Regions from separate parts of the Mus musculus genome. Here all the other regions are linked to region 2. Evidence: chromatin contacts called from public promoter capture Hi-C data. All regions are on one chromosome and are shown on one strand. The core of a region is the stretch at or near the end of the contact, and the rest is flanking DNA. Distances in the headings are between cores, read along the strand shown.

Region 1 (4,719 bases), core at 1,049-3,548, 4.9 Mb before region 2:
TACAGGCCAAGATGGCCTCTACCTAAAATTCTACCTCACCCTCTTGAATTACTGGTATCAAGGACCCACACAACACTACACAGCTCACTGTGACTTTATTCCCAAAGTTACTCTCTTAAACTCTATACATGAAAATAATATTAATTTGCCACTCTAATCCCTCCTACAAAATCCTGCCTTTAACTGTAGGCCCTTCACTACCAGATGGTGTCCTGGGTAAATTTAAGACTTAACATACAATCATTTTCAAAGTGTCAGTTTTTAAGAATCCTGCAAAGCAGAACCAAGTCGAAAGGACAATTCTGTTCTATTTGCTTGTTCTTTAGAAAGGCATCAGACAAGGTCTAAAAGTACACGCACATCCTTGAGTATTAAATAATGTAAAAGGCACACGCTATCACACCAATAGTGGACAGGGATAACAAAGTGCCTTCTTTACAATTCTAAAGATGTGGCTGGTGCAGAGGGTGCACACCTTTTTTTAATCCCAGCAGGAGGCAGAGTTCTGTGTTTGGTATCAGGCTGCTATTCAAAGTGAGTTCCAGGACAGCCAGGGGTACACAAAACAATACCAAAAAAGTTTGCAAGCCGGGCGTGGTGGCACACGCCTTTAATCCCAGCACTTGGGAGGCAGAGGCAGGTAGATTTGAGTTCAAGGCCAGCCTGGTCTACAAAGTGAGTTCAGGGACAGCCAGGGCTACAGAGAAACCCTGTCTCAAAAACAAACAAACAAACAAACAAAAAGACAGGCATGGTCTGCCTGGGCAAGAGTGAAGAGAAGACTGAAACTTCCAAGTCAACCATACCTACAAAAGGCAGCATTTCTTCCCATATTTCTTTCATGTTCTTCCTAATTCCAAAGCTCCACCCAAGTGTGTGTACTGATGACACCGTAATCACACACCGGAGGGCAATTCGGCCTGTGGTGGCGATATCCCAAAGTACAACAAAGGAGTCCTTCCAGGAATCAGTAAGTCTACTGTGGGGTTTACTTTACAAACAAGAACAGACTAAGTTCAAATATCAGGGCGCTTGTTCTTTAGGTTGTTCCCTCCTCTGGCTTTTATGTCCAATATTTCTACTAAAACAGTTGCCTTAAAGTTGGTATCACTTCCCTAGCAAGCTGAGCGTCCTGAGATTCTACGGCCTAGAATGCGTAAACCCTAACCACAAATCTAAGGTTCAAATAAAGACGTTACAAAAAAACCAAAGTGGCTGCACTGGGCAGGCACTCCCCACCTTAGAAGGTGGGACCATCCCCACCATTCCCTTTCAACGGTTCACATACAACTTCTTCGGTAACAAAGCTTTTAAAACTTGACAAACCCCTCCTGTTTAAAAAAAAAAAAAAAAACTCCATCTCCAAAGTTTTTAAGACCTTTTAGTTTGCAGTGCAGAGTTCCTTGTCAACACAACCGAAGTAAATTAAGACTTAGTGTAAACTCCAGTTACATAAACTTTGTTACGTAAACCACAGCAAAGCAACCTTCGAGGCCAACATCAAACTAGTTTTAAAAGTAAGCTGAGCCAGGCGGGTCGCCTAGCAAACTTCCCAACAGTCCCTGGAAACCGCCTTGGCCTTCCCACCCGGCCCCCTTCGCTGCCTGGAGGCCTGGGCCGGTGATTGCGCCTTCCATGGGAGTCCTGCTCTTCGCAGGCCACCTGACCCCTTGCTTGCAGAATGCAGTGAGGACGCCAGGACTGGGTGACACCAGCCTTGCCTACTCCTGGAGCTCTGCGGCCGACCTAGCGCGTGCCGGACCCAACCGCCACCTTCGACCAGAGAACTAGGGAAGCGGACCGCAGCTAAGCCCCGAGCTAGGCCTGACCAAGAACGGCAAACGCTCTCCACAGACCCAATCTACAACCGGCCCAGACCAGGAACACCTTAAGCCCCAGACCTAGACACAAGACTACAGCCTAGACTGGAACCCGTTCGGCCTTGTGAGCAGTACCGGCCCCACTGTCGACCCGGTTCCTGCACCCGTATTCCGGGAGCCAAGCGGGTTAGCCCATTCGCAGGCCTTCCCCTCCCGCCGTAGTCAACCCTGCTTTTCGCCGCGGCTCGCGGACCCTCACCGAGGACACGGCGGCCAGCGAGGAGGGAAGTCAGGCGGCCGGTCTCCTCGCGGCTGTGGCACAGCTGCGCTGGTGGCGGTGGCGGCGGCGGCGTCTCCTCGCGCTTTCCTTTCTCTTCTTTTCTCCAACAACAAACAGGAAGTGCGTCACGCGGTGGCGGCGCGGCCCGGCGACGTCGACTTCCGCCCGGCCCTGAAGCTAACGTGCGCAGCAGCCTCCGTGCGCGTCGGACTTGATAGCGCTGGTCTAGCGTTCCGGAAGATTCTCGGAGCTGAGGACGGTGGGATTCTGGAGGGTTTACATAGGCGAAGGTGGCTGAATAGGGCGGGAAGCGTCCCCTTGCGCAAGCTCTGTGCCTGGAGGGCTCTAAAGCCTGAGGCGACTGTAGCCGAACCAAGGAGCCTGCGTTTGCCCGGAAGCAGGCTGGGAGGAAGGACGCTCACAGCCTCTGACACAGTGGATTCGGAGATAAGGACCTGATAGCGTAGTATGACTCACACTCCTATGGACTTGGAGAATTGTGGTCCCGAGGTTCGGCCGACCCAACAAGCAGGCCCGACTTAGAGTGAACCGTGAGAGGCCTCATCATTACCAACTCGCAGTGCTGAATCCAGGGTCTAGATTTCAAACACGGTTATTTTAAAGATGTATTTACTTTTTGTATGTGAATGTACTGTCTTCGGACACACCCGAGAAGGACATCAGATCCCACAATAAGCTCCTGTCTCAATAAATCAATAAGCTCCTGTATAAATAAATAGACATTTAAATCCTCACCCCACCCCCACTTACACCCATAGGATGAGTAGTTTTTCATCTTGCCCAGTAAGTTTCAAAAGGTTAGCTAACACTGCACTGGAAAGTAAGAATGAAAGAGAACATATTGATCTCAGAATGTTATGGTTGGACGCCCACCTTCTCAACGCCTGAGAAGGACAAGCACAGAAGATGTGGAGACCCATGATCTGAAGTCACAGATCCTTGGATGCTCCCTCACATGTAGGATATACTCAACTCCAGATAGAACCCTCCAGAATGGCTCCTTGTCTCCTTGCTTCTGTTCTGCCCCCAAGGTTCCCAAACACTACACTTCCCCTTTTGTGAAACATAGAATTTGGCCAGATCTCTTTTCTAATTGACTTTCAGCCCTACAAGATGGCTGTCCAAGACTGAAATGAAAACTAAGCACAAAAGTTCCCGCCCTTTCCTTTACCTTCCTCCACCTCTCCTTCCACCTTTCTGCTCTCAATCTTACCCACTACCACCCTCAATGGCAGGAATCAAGGAGTCTGGCCTAGTGACGAGTGGAAGGTGTGTGTGCTTGCATACTCCAGGGCTGACAGCCCAGCAACCCAAGCTTTCTATTGAAGCAGCGCCGAAAGACAAAGCCAGTTATAAGGTAGAGAATAGGGAAAGGAGTCCCCTCGCCTCAGAGTCTGGCTGAAGCCTCTTGCCACATGACATTTAAGAATTCTAACACGCAGGGCAGTGGTGGCAAATGCCTTTAATCCCAGCACTTGGGAGGCAGAGACAGGCAGATTTCTGAGTTCCAGGCCAGCCTGGTCTACAGAGTGAGTTCCAGGACAGCCAGGGCTGCACAGAGAAACCCTGTCTCAGAAAAAAAAAAAAAAAAAAAAAAAAGAATTCTAACACAGGGTCTGAGGAGATGACTCAGTAAAAAACATTAGTTGCTCTTTCTAGAGGATCTGAGTTCAATTCCCAACACCCATATCAGGTGATCCACAACTGCCTAGTACTCCAGCTCCAGGGGATGTGATTCACTCCAGACATGTGCATGTTTGCATGTAGACCTAGTTTTATCTTTCCCCAGAGCTTTCAAAAGACCCATGATATTAAATCTATATTAAAGTCTTTTGGGGGCTGGGAATGAACACCTTGTTTGTTTGTTTGTTTATTATTATATCTAAGTACACTGTAGGTGTTTTCAGATGCACCAGAAGAGGGCATCAGATCTCATTACGGTTGGTTGTGAGGCACCATGTGGTTGCTGGGATTTGAACTCAGGACCTTTGGAAGAGCAGTTGGTGCTCTTAACCACTGAGTCATCTCTCCAGCCCCAATGAACACCTTATTAATCCCAGAATTTGGGAGGTAGAGGTGGAGGATCTCTGTGAGGTCAGTTCATCCAAGACTACAGAATATATAGAATGAGACTTCTGTTTTTAAAAAAAGCGGAAAAAAAAATGAAAAAAAAAATATAGGTCTCTGAAAAGAAATCCTCAGGCATCACTTCCATTTCCTGGTTTTTTGTTTTGTTTTTTGGTTTTTGATTTTTGTTTTTTTTTTTTTTGTTTTGTTTTGTTTTTTTTTTTGAGGCAAAGTCTTACTGTCTTGTTTGTGTAGACCTCACTGGCAACAACCTTGAGATAATCTTCTTGCCTTAACCTCCAGAAATTAGAAATTACAGGTAAGAGCCACCATATTCAACACCCCTTGACTGAACAATTTGGAAAAAAAGTGTTCATGGATCTGGGAGTATAAGCCAGGGCTCCAGACAAGCCTTGTGTGCACCAGCTCCTGGGTTCAATCTCTTGAAGACATTTTTCTCAGTGACAACAAAGACACACAAACAGAGTTAATTTCTCTTTGCAGAATAGTGTGCCATGACCCAAACTAAGC
Region 2 (4,653 bases), core at 655-3,154:
GAATATAGATTTCAATTATGCATAGCATGTTGTTTGTATCCTGTTCTATTTAGTAGTAGTAGTAGTAATAGTAGTAGTAGTAGCAGCAGCAGCAGCAGCAGCAGCAGTAATAGTGTGCAGATGTGTTCATAAACTAGAACGGATATAGAGGCCAAAGAACAACCACGAGTCAGTTCTTTTTCCACTTTGGTATACACTGATCAAAGTCAGGTTGTGAGGTTTGTGTAGCAAGTGGTTTTACTGGTTGATGCAACTTGCTGAACCTCCCACCCCACTGCAAGGTAACCTTATGCTAGCTACATTACCACGGACTAAAGTGCTACGAGCTCAAGAACACTGGTGGATTGGGGCATCTGCTGAATATACGTTTAACCTGAGTCTGTTTTAAAATACTTAAGATAGTTCAAAGGGGAAGGCAGTTATGGCTCAGTTCTCTGAGAACTTGAGTTCATCTTGGGTCCAATCCCAAGCACCGAATAAACATGGTTTGGAAGTCGGTAATCCTAGCATTTGGACAGAGAAAAGAGAATTGAAAGATCAAGGTAGCAGAACAGCACTTAATCCCAGCACCTCGGAGGCAGTGACAGGTGGATCTCTAAGAATTCCAGGCCAGCCTGGACTACGTGAGACCCTATAAAAATAAGTCTATTGTGAAGGGCAAAAAATTAAGGACAAGTGTGCTGTTCTCTCTTGGCACCTTTATTTCCAGGCCTAGCCTTTAGTTTGGACTTCGATGAACTAGGCCTAGGGTCTAGCTTTCCACCCTGTTCTTCAATATGAGGATATCTCAACTCCTCTAGTTCTCTGGAAACAAGAGCTTTCTGCCTGTACGACTGTTGTAGAAAATATGACAGCCTTCCCTTTTCAGGCATGGCCCGCCCACACCAGACAGCTAAGCCTCCTCCTTTTCCTCGGCGTTTTTGACAATGGCTGACTTTCACGTTTCTCCAGAAATAACCTCTCGAGTGTTCAGTATGAAAAGACGCACTGATCTGGCTGCAGGACTCCCACGCGCGCGCCTGTCTGTGCGAGGTGCGTGCCACCCGGCGTGTTGCCCGAGTCGGCACCAGGACTGGTCAGCTCGCGCTGCTTTTAATGGAATTTCTGACATTTGCGAGCTGCACAGATTTCATTCTTCCCACAGTTCCTCAGCCACGAATAAAGCTTAGTCACCACCCACGTTAAGCCCAGACTAAAGCTAACATAGCAGGACGGTAATTTGAAGTATAGACAAGTGCGAAGCGAGGTGTCAGCCAACCTACAGTCCGTCAGCTAGGGCCACGCGCCTCGCTCCTTTTAAGGGCCGGCAGGCGCAAGTCGGCCAACGGCTCAGCACTTCACCAATCACCGTGCTTCACGCCTCTGGTTCCGCCCCCGCACCCACATTAGCCAATCACTGAGGAGTTGCCTGCCCGCCCGCCCACCCGCCGGTAGGGCCACGCTTTTGGACCACGCAGGCGCCCCGCCGAGCAAAAGCAGACAGAATTTATTTTTAGCTCCCCGCTGAGCGGCACCTCTCCTTGGCTCCACCCTTCCAATCCCCAATAGAAGACGGAGTTTCCATTGCGTCATCGCGCGGCAGTCTGGGAGCCGTCCAGTCAGAGCTCGGGCAGGATTGTCGTAATTAAAAAGCGGCGGAAGTAGGTGGGAGGGTCATGACGCAGCGAGTTTCGGTCGTGACTTTTCCGGGGGCTTTGGGGCGTCTCCGCTTTTTCCCTTTAAAGTAAAACGTTTCCCCGACGCTCCCCCGCGCGTTCCGGGCTGGGAGGCGGCGGCGGGAGGCGGCGCAGACGGGGCCGCGCGCGGTCACGTGGGTGTGTTGTTGGGGGAGGGCCCGCGCGTTCGGTTCCGGGCGGTTGAGCGAGCTAGAGAAGGAGCGAGCGAGCGAGCGAGCGAGAGGCAGCCGCGCCCGCCGCCGTGCTCTGTATGCCGCGTTCTCCCGGCGCAGCCGCCGCCGATAGTCTGAGCCGGAGGAGCCGCCGCCGCCGCGGTTAATGTGGTTGGGTCGGGGCTGAGCAGGCCACCAAGATGCCTCAGTCCAAGTCCCGGAAGATCGCCATCCTGGGCTACCGGTCTGTGGGTGAGTGGCGGCCCGGGCGATGTCGGGGCTGAGCCCCAGGACGCGGACGCGCCTGCGAAGTTTGTGGCGGCGCGGCCATGTGGCGGGCGGGCGGGCGGCGCGCGTTTCATAACCTCCATTTTGAGTGGAGGCGGCGGCGCCTTCCCCTGTCCCCAGGCGCGGCGGACAGGTGGCGGGGCGGCAGGCCGAGGCGGCCGCGTCCTTCCCTCGGCGTAGGAGCCGCGGGCCACTGCCCGGGAGTCTTGCGGCCCGGAGCAGCCTAGTCGGATCCCCGCATCTGTCCCGCCTTCTCTAAGCACGGTCTGTCCCCACCCGTTTCCCCAATCCCACAAGCCCCGGGCATTTCAACAAAGGAAACCTCTCCTTGTGACCTTTCCATCTGCAAAGAAGTTAAGCCTTTTAAAGAAAACAGGGAAACTTCAAGACGTTTGGCTACCAAGTTTTCCGCCTCCAAGAAACCTAGACTGGACCCCTCACAGGCCAGCTAGGTAGCATCTGGCAGCCAGCACAGGGAAGAGGAGAAAGACGTCTCTAATGTGTCCTATTTTTCTTTTCCCCTTTGAGGAGAAACAAGGCCAGGCACTTGGAACCAGGCTGTTAAAGTAATTCAAAAGCCCGTTTGTTTTCCTAACACCACCACCAAGCGATTGACATACATTTAAAGTTGTTCCTAGTAATCACCTTTTTGCCGAATAGAGGTGGTCCTGGGTGGGGTGGGGAGGGAACGCGGTGTCCAGACAGTAGTATTCAGTCCATCGTGTGATACAGGACATTTGAACTTAACCACGCTGCAGGGTGAGGCTTTATTGTTTTTGACCGACCGGAACAGGGGACTGTCACGTTCATCTTTAGTGCTGTTTGAAAGATGTAACTGTCTCCAGAAAATGTGCGTTTGACAGGGACCACTGAGGAGTGGAGAGTCTGGCAGTAGAACACCTTCCCCACTGGATGGGCTCCTGCTAGGCGGTTCATTCTGCGTTCTCACCCTGCTTTCCACTGCTGGTGCCCGGCTCTGTGCTCTTTGACCAAGATCAGTCAGGGCCTGCTTACTTTTCACCTTCTCTCCTCAAGAACTGGAGAAACTCCTTAGGAAGGGAATGGAAGATCGGAGACAGTGTGACAGATGGGAGTGCCTAGAGTGGAAAGGTGACACGTGCATAGTGCAGTGCTGAGGTGTTCATAGTAGGAAAGAGTAGGTGACTGCTTTAACAATTGCAACCCTAGAGTTAACAGGCACAAAATTACGGTGAATCCATTCACACCAAGATAGAACTCCTGATGTAACCAGTGTTGGTTGTCTGAGTCACCATACTGTTTTCTGAATTCCCTCCAAATTTGGAGAATGAGACCATGATGTAACTTGGCTGTTGATTGAGTACCCTCTAATCAGATAACTAATTGAAGATAGTAATCTTGAATGCAAGGCATAAATAAGTCACAAGTATCAGGGTTACCTGTTTTCAATGCAAGAGAATATTCTACCAGTCTGGATTTTATTGTAATTTTTGAAATGGCAATGGGTTTAAATAAGTGTAGTGTTATGTCTCCTTTGCTAAGAACTTCTGTCAATAGAAAACCATCCTGATTTTTTTAGGCAAGGTCTTATGTAACCCGGGTAGTCCTCGACTCACTGTATAGCCTAGACTGGTTTTCCTGGGAAAGCCCCACTAGAGCCAGGATAGATGTGTCTGGCTACTCCTATCCTTCTCACAAACATTCACTCTGGGCTGCTGGTTGTAAGTGTAGTGCTAGCCCGGGGAGGAACACAGGATTGTAGACCTGTATGCAATGCCCTTGGTGTGTTGCAGCCTGTATTCTCTATACTTGTTTTCAAGTGTAATGCCTAAAGTAAGATACTACATTATTGCTAATGTTGCATTTAACTTTAGTTTGCTTTCATATGAAGGACATATTTTCTAGTTTCTGGATTCTTTGTAGAGGAGTAGTTGGTCTTTTCAGCATGTACTAGCCACTCTTCTGGGAATTGACCACTTATTAGAACTTAGAGATGTGTGTGGTGGCAGACTATAGAAATTTCACTGTTTCTAGATGTGGTGTGGTGGGGATTGGCAGCCATGTCCTTTTTTACTGTTTTCTTGCGTAAATGCTGTTTTCTGTTCTGACTAGACTGCTGGGCATTGTTACTTGATGATGCCACAGACTTTTAAGTTTGCCTTCAGCAAAAACTGAAATGTAATTTTTTTTTTCATTATTAGGCTTTCAAGTCAGTAAAATTTCCTTCTGCAGTATTTTCCTGATACTTGCAGTAGGGAAGTTTTATGGACATGTCACCTGTAATTCAGTCTGGCTTTTATGGAGGTCCTTTTTGTTAATTTTGGTGGTGGCCATATGTAGCAGTTTCCTCATGGTGCGTTGTTGTTACTACAGCTGAGTCCTTAGTGAGGACTCCTCCAGTCAAAACTGTCAAAAAAGTAAACTGTCTTGCGTCTGGTAGTCTCTCTGGAATATCTTCCAGAGTGTTGGTAATCTAGTTTGTCATTAGATCATCTTTCCAAAAGCTTATTTGTTGTGTGTATTCCTTGTATTGCTAAGAGGGACGAGATCACAGGGAT
Region 3 (4,323 bases), core at 401-2,900, 3.5 Mb before region 2:
ACTTACCCAACAGTAAGCCTCAGAGATGACCAACTACCAATAGGAGTGTAACCCCTTCAAGGCAGGAACAGTGTACTGCACATGGGCTGAAGAGGTCCAGCAGTTCCAGGACTGCAGAGCTGCTGAGCACCAAGGTGAATATTCAAAAGAACTTGCCTACTTTCCCAAGGAGTTTGGATTAAGTCTAAGCAATGGAAATGCTGACAAGATATTAAGATGGAAGAAAAATTCCAAACTTCCAAAAAGGCAATCTAGCCTTCTAAAATTACAACCCTCAAACTTTCTGGCTAAAAACTAATATACAGCCCTCAAGTTTTATTTGTGTGGATATTTATCAGTTTTTACTATTAAAGTTTTAAATGAGAAACTTAAAAGATCATAAAAGCGCATAGTCCCCAAGCCATCCATGTCAAGTCTTCACATGCCACACAGCCTCTGGAAAACCAAACCACACTAGTGAGAAAAAATGGAAAATGAAAATATCATCTTCATCTTTTAAAAACAGCTTTGACCCAAGGGCTCCCATAACACTGAGACTCACATATAAAACCTTAAGTTTTTACCTTCTCTAATCAGGTAGAGTAGACAAAATGTATTTTAAGCATTTAACTAGAAAGCCTCGAATCTGCATGTTAAAAAAAAAAAAATCATCTATGTAAGCTGGCAGTGACATATACCATACCACATCCTGCCAGAAATGGCATTCTGGATGTAGTCTCTGCCGTTTGGGTTTTTTGTTTTGAGGTCAGAACTCCTAAGCAGGGTTGTTTAACATGCCCACCCCAACCCCCAATCTGTAAGTAAGCATCACTAACACCTCTGGAATATGTAGAATAGTTCAAGTGTCTATAGCCAGAACTAGCTGGCAAATGCTTTTGTTGTCCACATTTTACCGTGAGGGTCTTTTATCCAAGTCCTGAAACGTCATTTTTTTTATTGTTCCACATCTTTAAAAAAAAAAAAAAAAAAAAAAACCCTCGTTCAACAAAACGTGGTTTTACTTATAACTGGCTAGTCTTTCCATATCGTTTACGATTGCGAAATGAAAATACTCAAACAACTGGTTCAGTAACCAACCCTTTGTACACGGTCTTCATCCCTTTCAAGCATACTGCCAAACACAAGTTTTCCTTAGATGATAATAGGTTTATTTAAAGCACCCTAATAAACCGCAAAATTCTTTTTACACTGAGTAGGCTGCTTGCCGCTGCCCAGGGCGCATCTTCCAAGAAGACTGGAAGTCGCCAGGGCCCCCCGACCCCGTCGCGGGGCCGCCGCCGACCTCGCGTCGCCGCCTCGGGCCTAACGCTCCGCGCTCCCGGCCTGAACGGCGGCGGCAAGCCCGGGGCGGCTCCGTCTGTGGCGGGGCAGCACGAAGGCCCTACATAAAGGGTGCCCGGTCTACGGCCCCCGCCGCGGCCCACGTACCTCCAGCGCCTGCTCCTCCGCCTGCGCCCAGGGCGGCCGCCATGGTGGTCCCCGGGCCCGGCCTTCAGCCGTCCCCCGAGCTCCTGGCAGGCCGACGGCTCTGGTGCGGGCCGGGGAGGCGGGGGAGCGGCGAGGGCCGGCGCCCGCGAGCGAGCAGAGGCGAGGCCCGCGCGTCGCGGTCCGCAGCGGACCCTCGCCTCCGCAGGAAGAAAACAACACTACGGCAACATGGCCGCGCCGCGGTGCACGCCGGGAGCAAGGCGGGCGGAAGAGCCAGGCGGCGGCGGGCGGACGCCTAAGGTCCCGGGTGCCTGAACGCCAGCGAGTGCCCGGCGGCGCGCGCTAGAAAGAGCAGCGCACAGACACAGTTTCGGCCGGGCTGGAAGGCCGAGGCTTCAGGCGGGAGGAGTGTGGACGGCCACACGCCGTAAAGTCGACATAAATCGCCTTGCAGCAGTAGGCGCGGCTGCGCTTTACGACGGCTGAGCCGCCGTGGCAAGTGGAGCCGAAGCGCGGCCGGAGACGCTAACGGCCGAGTCTGGCTACCGCGCCCCCAAGCTTGAGGCGCGCGAACGCTACATCGACGCACGCGCACTCGCGTTCGCGCGAGCTGGCGGAAAGCCTCGCGCGTAGGGTCTTAGGAAAGGAGAGGAGGTGTGTGGCGGTGGCACTAGGTACCACGACCTCAAAGACGGACTCCAGAGCATCCTAAAGCAAGTCCCCAAGCCTGCGGCTTTGAGGACGAGGTTTCGGGCAAAAGCGAGCTGGGAAGGCGGAGGAGCCCCGCAGGTGGGCCCTTGGAGAGGCCCGGCATGGAGGCTGGTCGCCGCTCAGTGAGAATTCCAGACGCGGGCATCCACATTCCCGGAAAGTCTTAGGGAGCTAAAAGAATGTCTGCTGTGAAATTCAACTTTTAGGTGATTGAAATTTTTCCTCATAAAAAAAAAAAAAAATCCCTAAAATCCCTGCTTTATAATGTTCATTTAAGAAACAGAAGGAAAAAAAATTCCTTTTTTAAAAAATCGTCATGAAGTCATTGCCCAATAAAAGTAAGCCTGGCATGGAGCCTCACTGACTAACTAGATTTCTGTCAGAAAGCACATTAATTCATATCTAAACTGCTTGAACCCCTTGTCACCTTTTCCTAATTTTTACACTGTTCAGGATGGACTACCCAACTGAGAATATTTTCAAGATAATATCAGTGCTGGTCTTGAGAAAGACCTCTCAAAAATAGGTACAATGATAAAATTACTTCATAATACTTTATAACGTATTACACATGAAAAAAGACGTGCATCTCAATTATAGCAAATGAAGATTAAATTGCTCAAAGGCCACTGAATATCCACTTCGAATGAGTCAGGATTTCAACTCTATGTCTGCCTTGACTCAAATCTCATGTTCTAACATAGCTATGACCTTAAGAAAGTAGTTTTCTTAATTTCACCTAAAACTGAAATTCTCCAGGACAGGAAACTCTAAACATTCTGTACTGAAACATTCACTAGAAAAACATTTAACCTGTATGTAGGAACACCTAGTATTTAGAGATGTGATCACTTGCTGTGAGTACAGATTTAATCACCCCCTTTTCCTTATCACTACATACCACTTCAGTCAGCTCTCTAACTTCCTCTAGAAACCTGTTAAAGGCTCAGTGTCAACCAGGAAACCAAACTGCAACGCTTGTGGTGAAAATGGTTTCAGAGCACGGCTCAGCCCTTAAATACCTCACAGGAACCTCGCCCTCTGTGCTTTCCTAATTGAGGTTACTATCTAAACGTGAGGGTTTAAGAATGAACTCTCAGCCCGGCGTGGTGGCACACGCCTTTAATCCCAGCACTCGGGAGGCAGAGGCAGGCAGATTTCTGAGTTCAAGGCCAGCCTGGTCTACAAAGTGATTTCCAGGACAGCCAGGGCTATACAGAGAAACCCTGTCTCGAAAAAAAAGGAACTCTCAGAGCTATTAGATACACTGGCTTCTATAGGTCAGTAGCTTTTAAGCCAAGGAGGCACCTTCCCCTCAGTGAGTACCTAGGTGGCCTTGGAGACACACTGTGCCTTCATTGACACCTAACACCCAAATCTTGGCTTTTGAATCCTATATTCCAAAAGAATAGTTTCTATTTGAAACACTTCACCTGAGTTAACTAACACTTCAATTATGAGTGAATAAAAATCTTGTGTACCTACAGAATGAAGTAGGAGAACAATGTCTTTTGTGGAGATCAAAGACGTCTACCTAACACCCAGTGTAGTCACTGACCAGCTATAATAAAGACTTTCTATTGGCTTAAATAAATAAACAAACAAATAAATAAAATGGAATAGTGACTGAAAGCACAAAAAGTAAAGCAAGTTAGAAGCACAGGCAGTCTATAAGTCATGGAATGATCATTTGCTCCACACTCTATGCCTCCATAAGGGCCGTACATTTTACTAATTAAAAAGTGGGGCAAGTGAAGATTAAATTAATCAAAAGTCTCTGGATCTGCACTTTCAACAAATGAATCACGATTTCAACTCTGTATCCATCTTGACTCAAATCTCATGCTCTAACATAGCTATGGCATTGAGAAAGTAAAATCTTCTAACAAGAAAGAAATGGAATTCAGTGATCAATAGTTCTCCAGGGAGAGACGCTTTCTACATTCACATTTTCTTGTTGAAGAGACAGTATCTCCACTGCCTGCCCCGGGTGCATGCTGTCATGTCGTTCCTTCCATTATGAACTCTCCTTCTGGAATCATAGACCCAAATATAGACTTTCATATGTTTTTTGTTTTTTTTTTTTAAAAAGGCTATCTGAGTTAATTGTTGAGAAACTTCTACTGAAGAATGCTCTATGCGGGTTTGTAATCTTCAAAAGCATCACATTTATGAACGTCTGGG

The links. Promoter capture Hi-C pulls out the DNA fragments that hold promoters and counts their contacts.
Region 1: a promoter capture Hi-C map of pre-B cells shows a contact between it and region 2. The contact joins the promoter of Dnajb6 here to the promoter of Rheb in region 2. A contact is called at or near these places in 2 of 39 promoter capture datasets (cranial neural crest and pre-B cells).
Region 3: a contact with region 2 is called in a promoter capture Hi-C map of cranial neural crest. The contact joins the promoter of Rbm33 here to the promoter of Rheb in region 2. A contact is called at or near these places in 2 of 39 promoter capture datasets (cranial neural crest and pre-B cells).

The regions. Positions count from the first base shown.
Region 1 is chr5:29,733,477-29,738,195 of GRCm38.p6, reverse strand. Dnajb6 (DnaJ heat shock protein family (Hsp40) member B6) reads right to left here and starts at 2,298. Exons shown (of 8, transcript NM_011847.4): 1 at 2,080-2,298. It overlaps Gm5129 (predicted gene 5129), which reads left to right and starts at 2,260. Exons shown (of 1, transcript NR_028426.1): 1 at 2,260-2,862.
Region 2 is chr5:24,839,612-24,844,264 of GRCm38.p6, reverse strand. Rheb (Ras homolog enriched in brain) reads left to right here and starts at 1,904. Exons shown (of 8, transcript NM_053075.3): 1 at 1,904-2,080. The coding sequence starts at 2,029.
Region 3 is chr5:28,314,516-28,318,838 of GRCm38.p6, reverse strand. It overlaps Rbm33 (RNA binding motif protein 33), which reads right to left and starts at 1,650. Exons shown (of 19, transcript NM_028234.1): 1 at 1,429-1,650. The coding sequence starts at 1,471. Gm35602 (a long non-coding RNA gene) reads left to right here and starts at 1,752. Exons shown (of 5, transcript XR_003955879.1): 1 at 1,752-2,345; 2 at 4,232-4,323.